3 separate regions of the Mus musculus genome follow, and all the other regions are linked to region 1. A link is a contact called in public promoter capture Hi-C data. All regions are on one chromosome and are shown on one strand. The core of a region is the stretch at or near the end of the contact, and the rest is flanking DNA. Distances in the headings are between cores, read along the strand shown. Region 1 holds the start of Proser2 (proline and serine rich 2). Region 2 holds the start of Ucma (upper zone of growth plate and cartilage matrix associated). Region 3 holds the start of Mcm10 (minichromosome maintenance 10 replication initiation factor).

Evidence for each region. Promoter capture Hi-C pulls out the DNA fragments that hold promoters and counts their contacts.
Region 2: a contact with region 1 is called in a promoter capture Hi-C map of pre-B cells, with 4 times the contacts expected there. The contact joins the promoter of Ucma here to the promoter of Proser2 in region 1. A contact is called at or near these places in 5 of 39 promoter capture datasets (the 3T3-L1 cell line, cranial neural crest, hippocampal neurons and 1 more) and 1 of 9 other capture datasets (liver).
Region 3: a contact with region 1 is called in a promoter capture Hi-C map of hippocampal neurons, with 4 times the contacts expected there. The contact joins the promoter of Mcm10 here to the promoter of Proser2 in region 1. A contact is called at or near these places in 1 of 39 promoter capture datasets (hippocampal neurons) and 1 of 115 datasets of contacts at active chromatin or transcription factors (embryonic stem cells).

Annotation. Positions count from the first base shown.
Region 1 is chr2:6,127,719-6,132,589 of GRCm38.p6, reverse strand. Proser2 (proline and serine rich 2) reads left to right here and starts at 2,405. Exons shown (of 4, transcript NM_144883.4): 1 at 2,405-2,548. It also overlaps the pseudogene Gm13384.
Region 2 is chr2:4,973,861-4,978,731 of GRCm38.p6, reverse strand. Ucma (upper zone of growth plate and cartilage matrix associated) reads right to left here and starts at 2,610. Exons shown (of 5, transcript NM_001113558.2): 1 at 2,423-2,610; 2 at 2,012-2,077; 3 at 1,827-1,922. The coding sequence starts at 2,480.
Region 3 is chr2:5,010,235-5,015,105 of GRCm38.p6, reverse strand. Mcm10 (minichromosome maintenance 10 replication initiation factor) reads left to right here and starts at 2,315. Exons shown (of 20, transcript NM_027290.3): 1 at 2,315-2,401; 2 at 4,331-4,417. The coding sequence starts at 4,411.

The DNA.
Region 1 (4,871 bases), core at 1,156-3,655:
GAGTTCCAGTCCTGACTTCCTTGGTGATGAACAGCAGTATGGAAGTGTAAGCTGAATAAACCCTTTCCTCCCCAACTTGCTTCTTGGTCATGATGTTTGTGCAGGAATAGAAACCCTGACTAAGACACCTCTCTTCATCTAGAATGCTGTCCTGGGTCAGAAACAGCCCAACAGGACCACAGCAGAATCCCGTTGCAGCACAGATGTGGTAAGAATATGCTTCGATGGGCTTGGAGGACGAACAAAATTCATCCAGCCTAGGGACACAGCCATTATCCGACCAGTGCCTGTTAAGTCCAAGGCCAAGAGTAAACAGAAAGTGAGAATAAAGACTGTGAATTCTGCCTCCCAGCCCAAGCTGGACACCTTCTTATGTCAGTGAACGGTGACCAGAGTCATGTCTGAAATTAGTGGACCAAGACCTGGCCAACCGGAAGTGTTTTTGGAAAATGGCTCCTCTTGGACCAGTTCCTGTGTTCACTGCGCCCTGCACCACACTGGGGAGCCACGTGACCAGTTTACTGTTCTGATCAGCAGGGCCTACTTCCAGTTGCAGGGTTTTGCTTATAGCTACAAGCAGGTGTGGCTGGACTGCTTCTGTTTTTATAGAACAGGCTCACATTGACTCTCAGTGGATGGGAGAGCTGGAGGACCCTATGCAGGCTGGAGACCCTGCGCTTGAACCCTTGCCTGCCTCCAGCTTAGTGCTTGGAATTATGGGGGTGGGGAGGTGATAGGGAAAGGATGGGGAAGCCTTCTGTGTAAAAATAAAAAAAATAATAATGCTTGCCTAATTAACTAGCATGTAGATTAAAGTGCTTTGTAAACATTAATTAAAGATGCAGGGAGTTAGGCGAGGCCAGTGTGTTATTAGAGAAAAAGTTTTCTTCCCTTTAATCAGGTACTTCTTCTTCCTGGGGAAGACCAAGGTATGATCTCAGGACTGAGGAATTGGGCTCAGCCCTGTCAGCTGCCTGTAACCCAGTCATTTGTGTGGCCAGCCACTTCCTTCGCTTTCCATTAAATGGGGAAAATGCAAACATTTAGGGGGTACAGGTTGTCATTCGAGCCACACCAAGCATTACAGTGAATAAAATCCATGGCCCTGGCTTTCTCGCTGAGAACATTAGCTTCTGCCCGGTTGGGAAAGGCTGCCACAACAATGAGCTATTACTATTAGCTACTCAGAAATGTTCCCCCCGGTGGTAAAGATATCCCAACAATCAACAGGATCAAAACCGGGGCCTTTCTTCAGCCTCGTCGACCTCAAAAATCCCTCTCTGTAAAATAACCATAAGAAGTCAAAGGACCTGGCTGGCCAAGAAAATGGCTCATTGGATTGAGGCACTTGCCCTGAGCCCTGAACTCTGACCCTCGTGAGGGCAAGAGAGGACCAGCTCCTGAAGGCTGTCGGCTGACCTTCACTTTTTGAAGCATCTCTCTCTCTCTCTCTCTCTCTCTCTCTCTCTCACACACACACACACACGAATGAAGGAATGGATGAGTGGATGAATGAATGAATGAATGAACCAAAAGAAACAAAATCCTCAAAAAAAAGCAAGAAGGATTTTGACATTTTTCATGACAAGCAAATGATAAATATTTAAGGAGCTGGCCATGTTTACTCTGCTAAAAACCCTGTTCAGTGTGCACACATATGGGAACATCACATAAGTAACTCACATATGGACAATGCTTACAAGTTCATTAAACATGAATAGAGCTTGGCGTGGTGGCACACGCCTTTAATCTCAGCCTGCATTGGCTCTCTCTGAATTGGAGGCCAGCCTAGTCTACATAGTGAGCTCCAGGCCAGCCAAGGCTACATAATGAGATCCCTTTTCAAAAAAACAAAAACAAAGAAAGACTTAACCCCACGACCCCACAAACATTGTCTAAATGAATTAAACAAAATAATGTATGTTATGTGTCTTGTTTGAAAGTATACGTATTTCATAAATAACAGTCATTATTATTAAATGAAAATAATCTCTTCAGGATATTGTTGTTGGATGCCTGTAATCTCAGAAGTCAGGAGGCTGAGGCAGGAGGATCATGAACTTGAAGCCATCCTACATAATGAAATTCTACTTTAAAACAACAACAACAACAACAACGAAACTCTCAAAGTTAGTGGTGGAGTTGCTGGAGAAGTCCCTTCTTATTCAGGACTTCAAAAGCACATTGGTATTACGATTGCTCATGCTCAATTCAGTCTCACAAGTAGACCGAGAAGGCCTGACAGGCACAGCCAAGGGCTTTGGGCGCTGGCCCTTTAAGTATCGCGGGGACGCGCAGACTACCTCTGGCCGACTGGAGTCCGGCCGCCAGGAACGCGCGGCAGAGGTGCAGAGCGCTGGGCGGCGGAGCGCGCACGGCCGCCGAGAGCGCGCGGCGGGGAGGTGCTGGACGCCCTGGGGAGCGCGCTCCAGGCAGCCCGGGACGATCGGCGTGCGTGCGTGCACGACTTGCTGGCCGGAGGACGGCGTGAGCCCCGAGGGTCTCAGTCGGCGTGGACACCTGCGACCCGCGGAGGGGACTTGGCTCGGTGAGTTCCGCCCTACTGAGCGAGGCCAGGCCAAGCGCGGGACACCGGGAGCGGCAGCAGCTGTCGGGATCATCCAGGGCTCCCGGTCCGGGTCTTGGTAACTGGGGAAGCCCTTTGCGCGCAGCTGGGGCTCTGTCGTCGCCGAGGTCAGTGCCACCGGTTGGCCTCCATCCTGGGGCTTCGGGGATCGCGACGTGTGGCTTTTCACCTAGGGGTTTTCCCGAGAGCGAGAGTGGCTCGTGGCGTGTTGTCTGAGTTGAGTCTTTGGTCCCTTACCTTTCCTGGAGCGGACTGCGCGTGAGGACCGTGTCCTTTGCGAGGCTGAAACCCGGAGATGGCCAGAGCCACCTGTTAAACCAGTATCCTGAGCGAATCCTTCGGCAGGTTTTCCATGCCCCCGCCGGTTCCCCGCAGGTAACTGAATCGCGCGGGGATGTTTGTGTGGGTCTGCCGGGAGACCTGGGACGGTAGGGTTAGAAAGACCGAATATGTGGCTAATGAGACAGGGCTTAACAAAAGGCAGTCAAATAAACTGCAGCGTTTCCCTGAGACGGAAAGTTTCTCAACTTTTGTTTTACGGATTCTAAATTTAAGTAACTAACCCCCTCTAGGCACCTAACCACAGGACAACTCTGCCTGAACCTATTTGGTGCAAAGGAGACAATGAAGAGGGGTTTGTGTGTGTGTGTCCCCCTAAAGAGTAAAACTTTCGAGTCCCGCTGTGGGAAGATTCCCTCTGGCTCCAGTTTTAATAGATAACAACAAGAAGCTTTGTCCTAGAACGATCTAGAAATACCAAACCAGGTATTAAGTGTAAACTCTGGGAAGTGCTTGAAGGACAGACTCTTAGGAAAAATAATTTTCTGTGAGGTGCTCCAGTGTGTACTAAAACTTTGCCCTCATATTCCATGCCTGAATGTTCCAGATTGTTTTCCTAGGTGGAGGAGGTACTTTCGTTGGTGCGGCCAATGGTGCGGCCAATGTGGAAATACAAACAAATGCCCTATTTACTTGGGGCTGGGTGGGAAGGGTGGAAGTCGGGCTACGATCTTTCTTGCCAGGCTTGACAGCGTATGTATGGAATCTTCTGTATTTTCTTGCCCAGACCAGTAATAGCCTTTTTCTCGGTGACTGGTTCCTTTTAACAGTGACTCCAGTGAGCTTCTCACTGGAAAATTTTGGATCCTGATAATTTAAAAGCATTTTTCTCCTCTCACAGAAAACAGAAATTTGAAATTAGAATAAGTGGCAGTTATAAAGATGGGCTGTGTTTTTTGAAACTGAAGAGCCCCGTGGCACTTCGTTGAAGAGGGATTGGCCTGTTTTAATGCAGGCGTGGTGTGGCCCTCAGTTCCTTCATCCTTACATTTGTGGTCTCTTTCACCAGCTTCAGTGTTCTGAGCCCTGACTTGCGAATGCACATGCAGAATTTCTAGATAAGAGCCATATGGTCCAAACTGATTAAACCAGATCTGGTAATCCTGCCTTCGCCAGTGGCTGATGAGACACCTGGCCTCGGCTCCAAGGTTCTGAGACACCTCAGGAGCCTACAGTTGGCACCTTATGTTGATCTGAAGATCAGCTCAGGTAACTGATAGAGGCAGAGGACAGCCTTGAAACCTGAAGGGAGGACGTGGACGCTCTGGGTGGAGCAGAGCCCAGCACAGGAAATCCTCTGGAACAAAAAGTTGGAGTGTATCTTCTCTGAGCTGTTATGGGATGGATGCCAGCGGCCTCGGGGCCATTTGTAGGTGCCAGGGGAATCCTAGCAATCCTAGCAGCATCACAGAACTTGAGTGCTTTGACGGTCAAGGGCAGCATTTGTTTCTTCTTGGGGGTTCAGTGGTGGCTTCCTCATGGGTGTCCAACAGAGATGGCTCCCTGTCCAGTCTCTGAAGGCCTCTTGAGCATGCTGAGATGGCCTTCTCTTTGTATAGTGGCATCCCTGATAATGGCTTGTCTGTATGAACCACAGTGAAGTTTCTCCTCTCAGTAAAGCCCTTGCTTCCTCCCAGGGTTACAGCATCAATCTTGAAATTTGAGAGAATTTAACGAAAGATAGTGTTGTACTCACGGTCTGTGCAGCCTAACAGCCTATGTTTCTGGAGCAGAATCTGGTAGGTCTTTTTGAATGCCTATCACCATACTAGATACCTTGGTGCCGGAAAACCCGATTCTCATTCATCACTCTCTCCTGCCTGTCAGATTTTAGCTGATGCTGCTCTTGAACTTGATGCCTGGCAGAGGATCACCTTGAACTTCCAGTCCACCTATCTCTACCTCCCAAGTGCTGAAATGATTCTCATTAAGAAAAAAGAGTCTA
Region 2 (4,871 bases), core at 1,361-3,860, 1.2 Mb after region 1:
TCTTCTGGCCTCTATCTGCATGCACATGAGTGTGCACACATGTACTCGCACACCCATGCGCGCGCGCGCGCACACACACACACACACACACACACACACACACACCCCTATCCAATTCTTACTCTAAAGCAGTTTTAAGTTCAAGTGAATTCCAAGGTCATGCTTCTCTACCTGTCCACACAGCTTGCTAGTGGCTGCTGCTGAGTACATATGTGAAGTCTTAGTCATTCACTTGGATGCTCATCTACTGCCTGCCTGAGCTTCTGTTTAAGGTAAAAGACCTCAGGCTTAACCATGTACCACATTACTCTGAGTCGGTTTTACAGGACAGAAGATAATTGCCACTCCCAGAGGCTGCCAGAAGCTGCTTCTCTGATTGCAACCAAAGACTGCAGGTCCAGCACAGACTCTCAGTGTTGCTTGACATCAGCCTGTTCAAATTTCAAGCTGTGCGCCGTCTGGCGAGTTTCCTACTGTGGTTGATTAGACGTCTCCAAGTTTCAAAGAAGAACGATCTGCACGCATTTCCATCTGTTCCTCCTCATCATTTGAAAATAATCCTGCTGTTTTTACTGAGCAGCAAGTCACCTTGCTGAGTTTGGTAAAAGACACAAAGAGTTCATTCACCCGCATGCACAAGGGAAGAATCAAAGCACCCACTCAGCCAGGATGGCCTGAGCTCAGAGGCTTAGGAGCATCAGTGTTAGGGGTCGGAAATTCCAGTGCCCCCTGGGCTGGCAGGTCAACGACCAACTGAGGCATTCAGAGTACTGGAGAGTCTAAAATTCACAGGAAAGAAACAAAGCAAAACAAACAAAACACACACATATACCAGCTCCCTCCCTTGATACATTGTCACCAGCTTTCCCCCCAAGTTTATAGATAAGGAAACTGGAAACAATGTTGGGGAGTGGCTAAGGCCACTCAGCAGCAGAACTGTTACCAAACCACCTCTTCTCAGCACTTGGGTCCCTTGTGCTTTGTCCCCTGATGACACATGTTGTCCTGGGTGCATCAGGCCACTACTCTCGCTCTGAAGTACCCCATTCCCTTTACTTTACACGTAGTACACATTCTAGGTTTTCACTTTCTGAATCTGGATCCATCCTGCTGCCTGTTTGTTTGCTTGCTTTTGGTTTTTCGAGACAGGGTTTCTCTGTATAGTCCTGGCTGTCCTAGAACTCATCTGTAGACCAGGCTGGCCTCGAACTCAGAAATCCACCTGTCTCTGCCTCCCAAATGCTGGGATTAAAGGCGTGCACCACCACTGCCCAGCTCATCCTGGTCCTCTTTTTTTTTTTTTTTTAAGATTTATTTATTTATTATATGTAAGTACACTGTAGCTGTCTTCAGACACCCCAGAAGAGGGCGTCAGATCTTGTTACAGATGGTTGTGAGCCACCATGTGGTTGCTGGGATTTGAACTTCAGACCTTTGGAAGAGCAGTCGGGTGCTCTTACCCACTGAGCCATCTCACCAGCCCCCTGGTCCTCTTAAGGTGGTTTATTTTATACAGTTCTTTACTCTGATGCCACATTCAGTTCAACCAGTGGCCCACAGACAGTGAAATATGATACCGTTTCTATATTTTTATTTATTTAATTTACTAGGGACATATTCCTACCACTGTGTGCACATGGAGGTCAGAGAGCAACTTTTTGGGGCCAGTTGTCTTCTACCAAATGCAATCCAAGGACTTAATTCCACTCACTTTCACCCTTTGAGCCATCTCACTGGCCCCAGATATCGTACTACTGCTCCCAGAACTTTAATCTCTTGGGGCTTTGGTCTTCCACAGTGGGAGGGAGACCATCCAGCAGCCTTACCATTAACTTCATCTCGGGACTTAGGAGACCGCTTGCCACGCCTCTTGAGGAAATTGGAGGCATCAGATTCTTGCATGAAAATCTTCTGTTTCACACCTGAAACCAGAAAAGGGCTCTTCACACGCACATGGGATGGGGGAGCAGGATCCACCTCTCCCACATGTAGGGATCGCCCCTAGACTCACCTTCCTGCACCCCCTCTGCAGCTGCCTGCCTGCTCCCCACAGAAGCGCTGGTCCCCTCCTGTAGCACTGTAGGGTAAGGCACAAGGAAAGGTGGCAACATCAGAGGCCCCGGTGGGGCTTCGATAGTTCTGGGTGCAGTGGCTTGCCAGACTGCATATGGGGCGCTCTGCCCCTTGGCATACCATCCAGTCTTGATGGAAACCCACCATATGAGCTGGGTTGCTTCCTATTTTTTATCTTTGCTGTTTTTCTCTATTACATTATCTTTTGCACACACACAAACACACACCAAGAATAGTTTCCTTACTAAACACACCCCTCCTACCTATGCCACCTGAACAAATTTACCTATACGTAGTAAGTATTCCTGTGTAGCTAACACCACCCACCCTTTGACCCTCCCATACTCACTACACAGGAGCACCAGGGCCAAGAGAGATGACAGGAGAATGACCCGTCTCCAGGACATCTTTACAGAGCACCCCCAGAAACCACAGGACAGATAATAAGGTGAGGTATCTTGGAAGTCCCCAGTACTCTGAAGCAGCTGCCCAGTAAGTCCTCACTTCTGAGTCAGGCAGACAGGCAAGAGAGAGAGAGAAACAGAAGGCAGGAAGCCGGGATGCCACTGGGGGAGAGTGGGAGGGGTCCTGGCTGTGGTTTCCATTGGCTGCTCCAGGCCAGAACACTGGAGATGTTTTTGGCCCCTGGAAAAATCTCCACAGAAGTGGAGCTTGTGGGCCCTGGCAGGGGCAGTTTTAAACTGTCCTTGCCAACGTCCGTGCCCAAGGAGATGCTCTGAGAAATACTCAGCCTGAGTCCAAGTGGGAGAAGCAGATGGCGTGTTTGAATGAGTTCTTTGCATGTTCTCAAGATGGGGTAGGATGCTGGGAGCCACGGCTGAAACATATGGGGCCAGAGAAAGAAGGAATTTCTCAGAGATTATTTGCATCCAAATGTCAGACAAGAATGGCTCCTGATATCTGAATACAAGATGTCTGTCTGGTGAAGCTCACTGAGCCACAGGGCCATTCTGGTGACTTCTATGGGATCTCCTCACCTGATACACTGTTCCCAGGGATGATAACACAAAGTAAAACATGGAGCCCTTGGCCTAAGGAGATAGCTCAGTGATAGGGAGTATGCCTGGCAAGCCGGAGACCCTAGGTTCAACCTATGTATTATTTTTGTTTTGTTTTGTTTTTTTGTTTTTTGTTTTTCGAGATAGGGTTTCTCTGTATAGCCCTGGCTGTCCTGGAACTCACTTTGTAGACCAGGCTGGCCTCGAACTCAGAAATCCGCCTGCCTCTGCCTCCCGAGTGCTGGGATTAAAGGCATGCGCCACCACGCCCGGCCAACCTATGTATTATTTAATGAACTATATTAATATTAATGACTAGTTATAAGCATCTTTAAAACACGAAACTATGTTTGTGGAGATGCAAGAAGACAACAATAGCAAAATGCTTATACTTCTTTATAACCTGGCTGGGGAGATGGCTCAGTGTTCCAATTATGCTTGCTGCTCTCGCAGAGGACTGGAAGAGAACATCCTTGCCTCACCTCAAAGGGAGCCAGTATACTAGCACACAGACACACACACAGACACACACACACACACACACACACACACACACACAAATATAAATATAAATAAAAAAAAATACTTCTTAGCAACCACTTGCATGCAGCCCTTCGGGTCCTCTGAGCTGTGTGGAGCACTAGAACACCGTCCCTTTAACGTTTCAGTGTTTCTGGGATGGTCATCCAGCTTGCTGCAAGCTGAAGGATTGGACAACTGGAGTTTTTCCAGTAGTGATCATCATTTGAAGTGACAATTTTGGAATTTTGGTTTCCTTAAGAAACACAGAAATATGATAAGACTGTTTTCCCTCTAGTCCCAGGTGTGGGATACGGGGCTGCTTCTGAGCGACTGCCGCAGCTGACTATGATTTGCCTCGTGCTCCAGCAGAGGCATGGATTTGCCAGCTGTAGATAGTTTCTGTGATTGTGTGACATTTGGAATCTGGGGACTTTTCAGAGGGTGTATAAATGCTAGAGCCCTGAGATGTGGGTGGGTTGCTATTGGTCATTCAAGAGGGTTCTTTGTGGTTTGTTAGTCATGCTCAAAGAAGAAAAAAGAAATTAGATTCAGGGTTCTCTTTCCTTCCCTCTCACCCTTCTCTCCTTTTTTCTCTCCTATCTAGTGTTAGGGGTTGAAAGGATGAAAGGGGGTTGGGGGTAAAGGGTGGAAGAAAGACAAACCCATAAGCATTAGCTCTGGAACAGAAGCGCACTCACCTGAAGCTCCCTTCTCATGAGACTTTATATTAATATCTTCCATAAGCTTGACTGGGAAATAAATGTAACTGGCAAAAACGTAAGAGCAGAGTAAATGGACAAGTGTTTTCCAGTGGAGGAAGGCACAGCCAACACTGGCTGTTTCTGGGCTCTCCCTGGACTCTCACTGGCCTGCCTTTAACTAGAGGTGCTGACTTCTCAGAACTGACCAAGGAGTACTTAGTTACCTGCATAAGAAACACATCAGGAGTCATCTCAGATTAAAGAGATTGTCTGAAAAAGAGCCTTAGAGCAGAGACATTTTAAGAATTCATTGCTTTATTTTACATCCTGATTGGAGCTTCCCTCCCTCCTCTCCTCCCAGTCCCTCTCTATGTCCCCTCCTCCCAGCTCTGCTTCCTCAGAGAAGGGGATGCCTTCCATGAATGTCAGCCTACCGTGCATACCAAGTTGTAGGAAGATTAGCTGCATCTTCTCCCTTTTAGGCTAAACAAGGCAGCCCTGTTAGGGGAAAGGGTCCCAACGGCAGAGAGACAGCCTCTGCTCCTGTTGCTGGGGG
Region 3 (4,871 bases), core at 1,066-3,565, 1.1 Mb after region 1:
CATTTCTGAGCCCTGACTTTATTCAGGGATCTCTTTATCCTTTTTTCTTTTATTTGGTGTTGTGGGGTTGAAAGGGTGGAAGAAAGAACTCACAAAGTAATGAAAGACCAGCTACAGTGTGGTGGTGGCACACACCTTAAATCTTAGCATTTGGGAGGCAGAAGCAGGTGGATCTCTTGAGTTCAAGGCCAGCCCGGTCTACGGGGAACATTCGAGGATAGCTGAGCCAAAACAAAAGGCTTCTGGGAGGTGGTAGCACTCTGTAGGCGGGGCCTAGCTGGAGGAAGAGGTCACTGAGAGCAGAAGTGGTAAATTTGCTCTTGGCTCTTCTGTCTTCCTGCTTCCTGGCTGCATGAGTCGAGCAGCTCTGTGCAAGCACACCAAACCTTCCACCATGCTCCGCCTTATCAACATACCCTTCTGCCTCATCCAGCTCTAGGAGCCATAGAACCAAATCTGTCCTGCCTTAAGTCAGCTTGCGCATTGATAGTTAAATGTTCTCAGGATTTCTAATTTCTTCCTGCCTGAAGTTGTCACAGAACCAAGAAGCCAAACATATTCAGATGCCATTATGAAACCAAATGGACTCTATCATGTCCCTTAAATGTGGATTTCCCATGTTCCCTGCTAAAGTGGATCACCTCAAGTAACAACTAGTTGTACAAGTCAGAAAGGGACCAGCTAGCCTCTGTCTGAGTTTCCTCTGCCCTCTTTCTCTCTCCTCAATATCCCACAGGCATTGGATTCTGAATTTATTTTACCCCAAATCACTTCCTCCTCTTTCCTCAAAATTGCCACCAAACCAATTAGTACAAATTGCTTAGCTCTCCATATCCATCTGTGCTTGAACACTTAGATTGATACTGTTTCCTATTCCTGGAATCACATGGGAAGCAAAGGTTATCTGTAAAGTCACAGGGAAGAAAGGAACTAGAGAGGACCAACAAGAACTGGCCTATCAGCCGGGCAGTGGTGGTGCACGCCTTTAATCCCAGCACTCAGGAGGCAGAGGCAGGCGGATTTCTGAGTTCGAGGCCAACCTGGTCTATGAGTGAGTTCCAAGACAGCCAGGTCTACACGGAGAAACCCTGTCTTGAAAAAAAAAAAAAAAGAAAAAAAAAGGACTGGCCTATCTAATTATTGAAGTCTCTTTATCACTGTGAAATTTTCATACTAGAATTATTCCTAATCCTGAGCCAGGAGCACAGGCTTTGATAACGATGAGATGGAGAAGAAGAAAACTCCGTGTCCAGGCATCAAGATTCTTTGCTTTCTAGTCACACACTGGGTAAACAGAGTGGAGAGATAGAGACACCAATGCTGTCTTATCTCAAATCAACTAGTGGATGAATTCAGACTCTAAAGAGTGTCACTTGGAGGTGCGTGTGGTCACTGTAATCCCAGCACTCTTGAAGCTGAGGCAGGTTTCAAGAATCCTAGGCCAGGGGTGTGAATCCAGCTCCATGGCAGTGGCACAGGGCATGCTTAGAATCCATGAACCCCGTTATCCAATCATCAGCACAAAGGAAAAGGAAGAGGGGGAGGGAGGAGGAATCCCAGGACACTCTGGATCCTGCTACATACTGTTTTAAAGTAATCCAGGCAGGCACTCTAAACCCAGTAGGTGGGAAGCAGAGTCTTGAGTTCAAGGCTCACCTGATCTACACAGAAAGGTCAAGGCCAGAGCTTCTTGGAGAGACCCTGTCTTAAACATCAACAAAACTGTGCATGGAAGTCTTTGGAATTATGGAGGGTAAATATTCTGCATTTGGAAAATGGTTTTAGACCTATGTATAAATACTTGTAAAGAAAAGTTTGAATTTTACTGAAGAATGATCTGATAAATTATTCTCAACTCTGACATAATCTAGTTCCCTGAATCTGCACTATTCTAGGGATATTGTTTTCTGCGTCCAAAAATATCTAGCCTTTCCCTCGTTTACAGGTGTAGAAACAAAATCTGAAGAAATGGTAGTTCCTGTAGGTCAGACAGAGTGAAAAGTAGAAACTTTCATCTCTCTCTCTATTCAAATCCTAATATCTAAACTGGACATAGGAGCAGCAAAACTGGTTGGGACTTCAATAAGTTTACTTCCAGCAGGGAAACCAGTTGAGTGTTAACTTACAGAGATGGGCTGGAGCTCTGCTATGTGAATCTTAATTATGGGAATCTGCAGCCTCACCAACCGGAAGTTCTTTGCCCATAACAAAGATGGCCAATCAGGTTGCTCTACTGAGAGGCGGTGCTTCCCCCAGCCAAGGATCTGTGTGGTCCAAGAGTTCCGGTGGAGCCAATCAGAGCGTCCTCCACAAATGAACGCGTCGACGTCAGAGTTGGGCGGAGCCCAATTTAGTTTTTTGGCGGGATCCGCTGTGGACCGGGAAGAGGCCCGGGTCTTAGGTAAGCGTCACGGGGTTTGCGTGTGTCCGGAACTCTGGGCATCCACGCAGGGATTGGGGTCTGAGGGAGAGGCGCGGGCTCTGAGGGGCAAAGGCGCCGAGATCTGGATCCAGCGGAGCAGGCGACCTTTGGCCGAGGCTGGAACGGGCAAGGCGCCGGGGCTGGAAGATGGAGGGCTCGAGTGCTTAAGGAGCCCGTTTTGGGTTGTCTTCTCTTTTCTCTTCTCTTTTCTTTTCTCTTCTCTTCTCTTCTCTTCTCTTCTCTTCTCTTCTCTTCTCTTCTCTTCTCTTCTCTTTTTTCTTTCTTTTTAAATATTGGTTGATTATATGTAAGCTGTCTTTATACACACCAGAAGAGCGCGTCAGATCTCCTTACAGATGGTTGTGAGCCACCATGTGGTTGCTGGGCTTTGAACTCAGAACCTTTGGAAGAGCAGTCAATGCTCTTAACCGCTGAGCCACCTCCCCAACCCGGTTGTTTTCTTTTTTTAAGAGCGCCCTTTTATTTTTGTTTTTTAAAAGTTTATTTCTGCCGGACAGTGGTGGTGCACTCTGAAGAGGATCCTTATAACAAGCACACAGTGGTGGACAAATGTGCAGTTAACTAGGGCAGAGGGGCTCTAGAGGGAACCTTCGGGGTATGGCCGACTAGAAAGGCTCAGAAATTAGCTAGTTGGAGATGAGAAAGTACTCTAAAAGAGCTTTCTAGACAAAATGCCTAAGCTGAAAACAGTTCAAGAAGCTGAAAGCAAGCTAATCTAGCAGGAAGATGCAAACACAGGGAATTGAGGAAATAGAAACAAGGAAGAAGGTACCCACCCATTGCTTCTCAGGCGGGCATTGTGGATGTGGTTCTAAGGATAATTGAAAGCAGCAGAATGTAAATAAGTATACCGTAAGCCAGAACAGAACAAGTTAAGCACAATTGCCTGGCCTACACGGTAGGGTTTATATCTGAGGAAACACTAAAGCAAGGCAGAAGGCCATATCCAGATTCGGGGTGCACCAAAACCCAATCCTTTTACCAGAGTGGGTTCTATAGCCATGCTCCCACATACAACAGGAACAAACATGTCTTATAAATTGAATGCAAATGTTTGTTGAAGGAGGCTGGAAATCAGGTCCAAGAACCATCCAGGGAGCAAGCTATACTTGAGGTTAAAGGCCCTCTCTCTGCCTTTCCCCTCTGGGGCCTCTCTCAGAGTTCGTTCACTGTTTGGCAGAATGGCCAGGGTTCTGACAACCTGCTTCCACCTTCCCCAGGACTGCAATTAAAGGAGTTTGATACCATACCTAGCTTCAATGTTATCTTTCTATCTTTTTTTTAAAAAGATTTATTTATTATTATATCTAAGTACACTGTAGCTGTCTTCAGATGCACCAGGAAAGGGCATCAGATCTCATTACGGATGGTTGTGAGCCACCATGTGGTTGCTGGGATTTGAACTCAGGACCTTCAGAAGAGCAGTCGGTGCTCTTAACCACTGAGCCATCGATCCAGCCTTTATCTTTCTATCTTACTTGTTCTGGTTAGCGTGGAAGTCAAATCCTAACTCGTGGTAGAGCTATGTCTCTCCTGCTTCAATGGATAAAGTAGACCTCAGGTGCATTATAACAATAAAACAGGATAATAACTGTAACATTTCCCCCAGCCTGAGTAGTTCTTTTTTGCACTGAGTCTGTAGTAGTAGTCTCACACCTTACACTGCACTGTAGCTTGGTCTCTAACCACAGTTAGAAGCCAGGTAGAAGCAACAGAGTGCTCTGCATATGTGAGGGGAGGGGATGCCCCTGAGCTGTTGGTAATGGGAGAGGGGATGGGACGTGCCAGCTGCCAGGAGAACCCTAAGTTAGCAGCTGGGAGGTGGGGTTGGTGGATGTACCTTGTGAGAAGAGGCCAGTGACTGCTCTAATGCTGATTTGTATGCAGCCAAGGCTCCTCATTGCGTCTCCTGGACCGCCTACCTGATCCTCCTCTATTCTTGTCATCTCAGCTGTTCTTTTGACAACATGGATGGTAAGGCCTTCTAGTTTTATGGATTCCTCTTTGGTTTGTGGAAAACTACCATTTCATCCTTCATTCTACCACAAAGTAGCAGGGAGCCAGGACTGCTTAGTCACTTACATCCAACTTACATGTCAGACCAGGGAACTGAACTGGGTGGTCTGACTCCAGAGTTACTTTGCATGTGGAAATCTTTTGAAATGGTTTTAGTCTAGATCCGTTTTAAATTCTGGTAGTCATTTCTTTTGAATTTTGCTTGTTTTTTCAGGGATTTGTGCAAAGAAAAATCTCAGTGAAAAAGTATTGCTCTGATGAGCAAAGCTCATAGAATGCATGCGCTGATGATTCTAGAGCCACACAGAGTGCATGCGCTGATGATTCTAGAGCCACACAGAGTGCATGTGCTGATTCTAGAGCCACACAGAGTGCATGCGCTGATGATTCTAGAGCCACACAGAGTGCATGT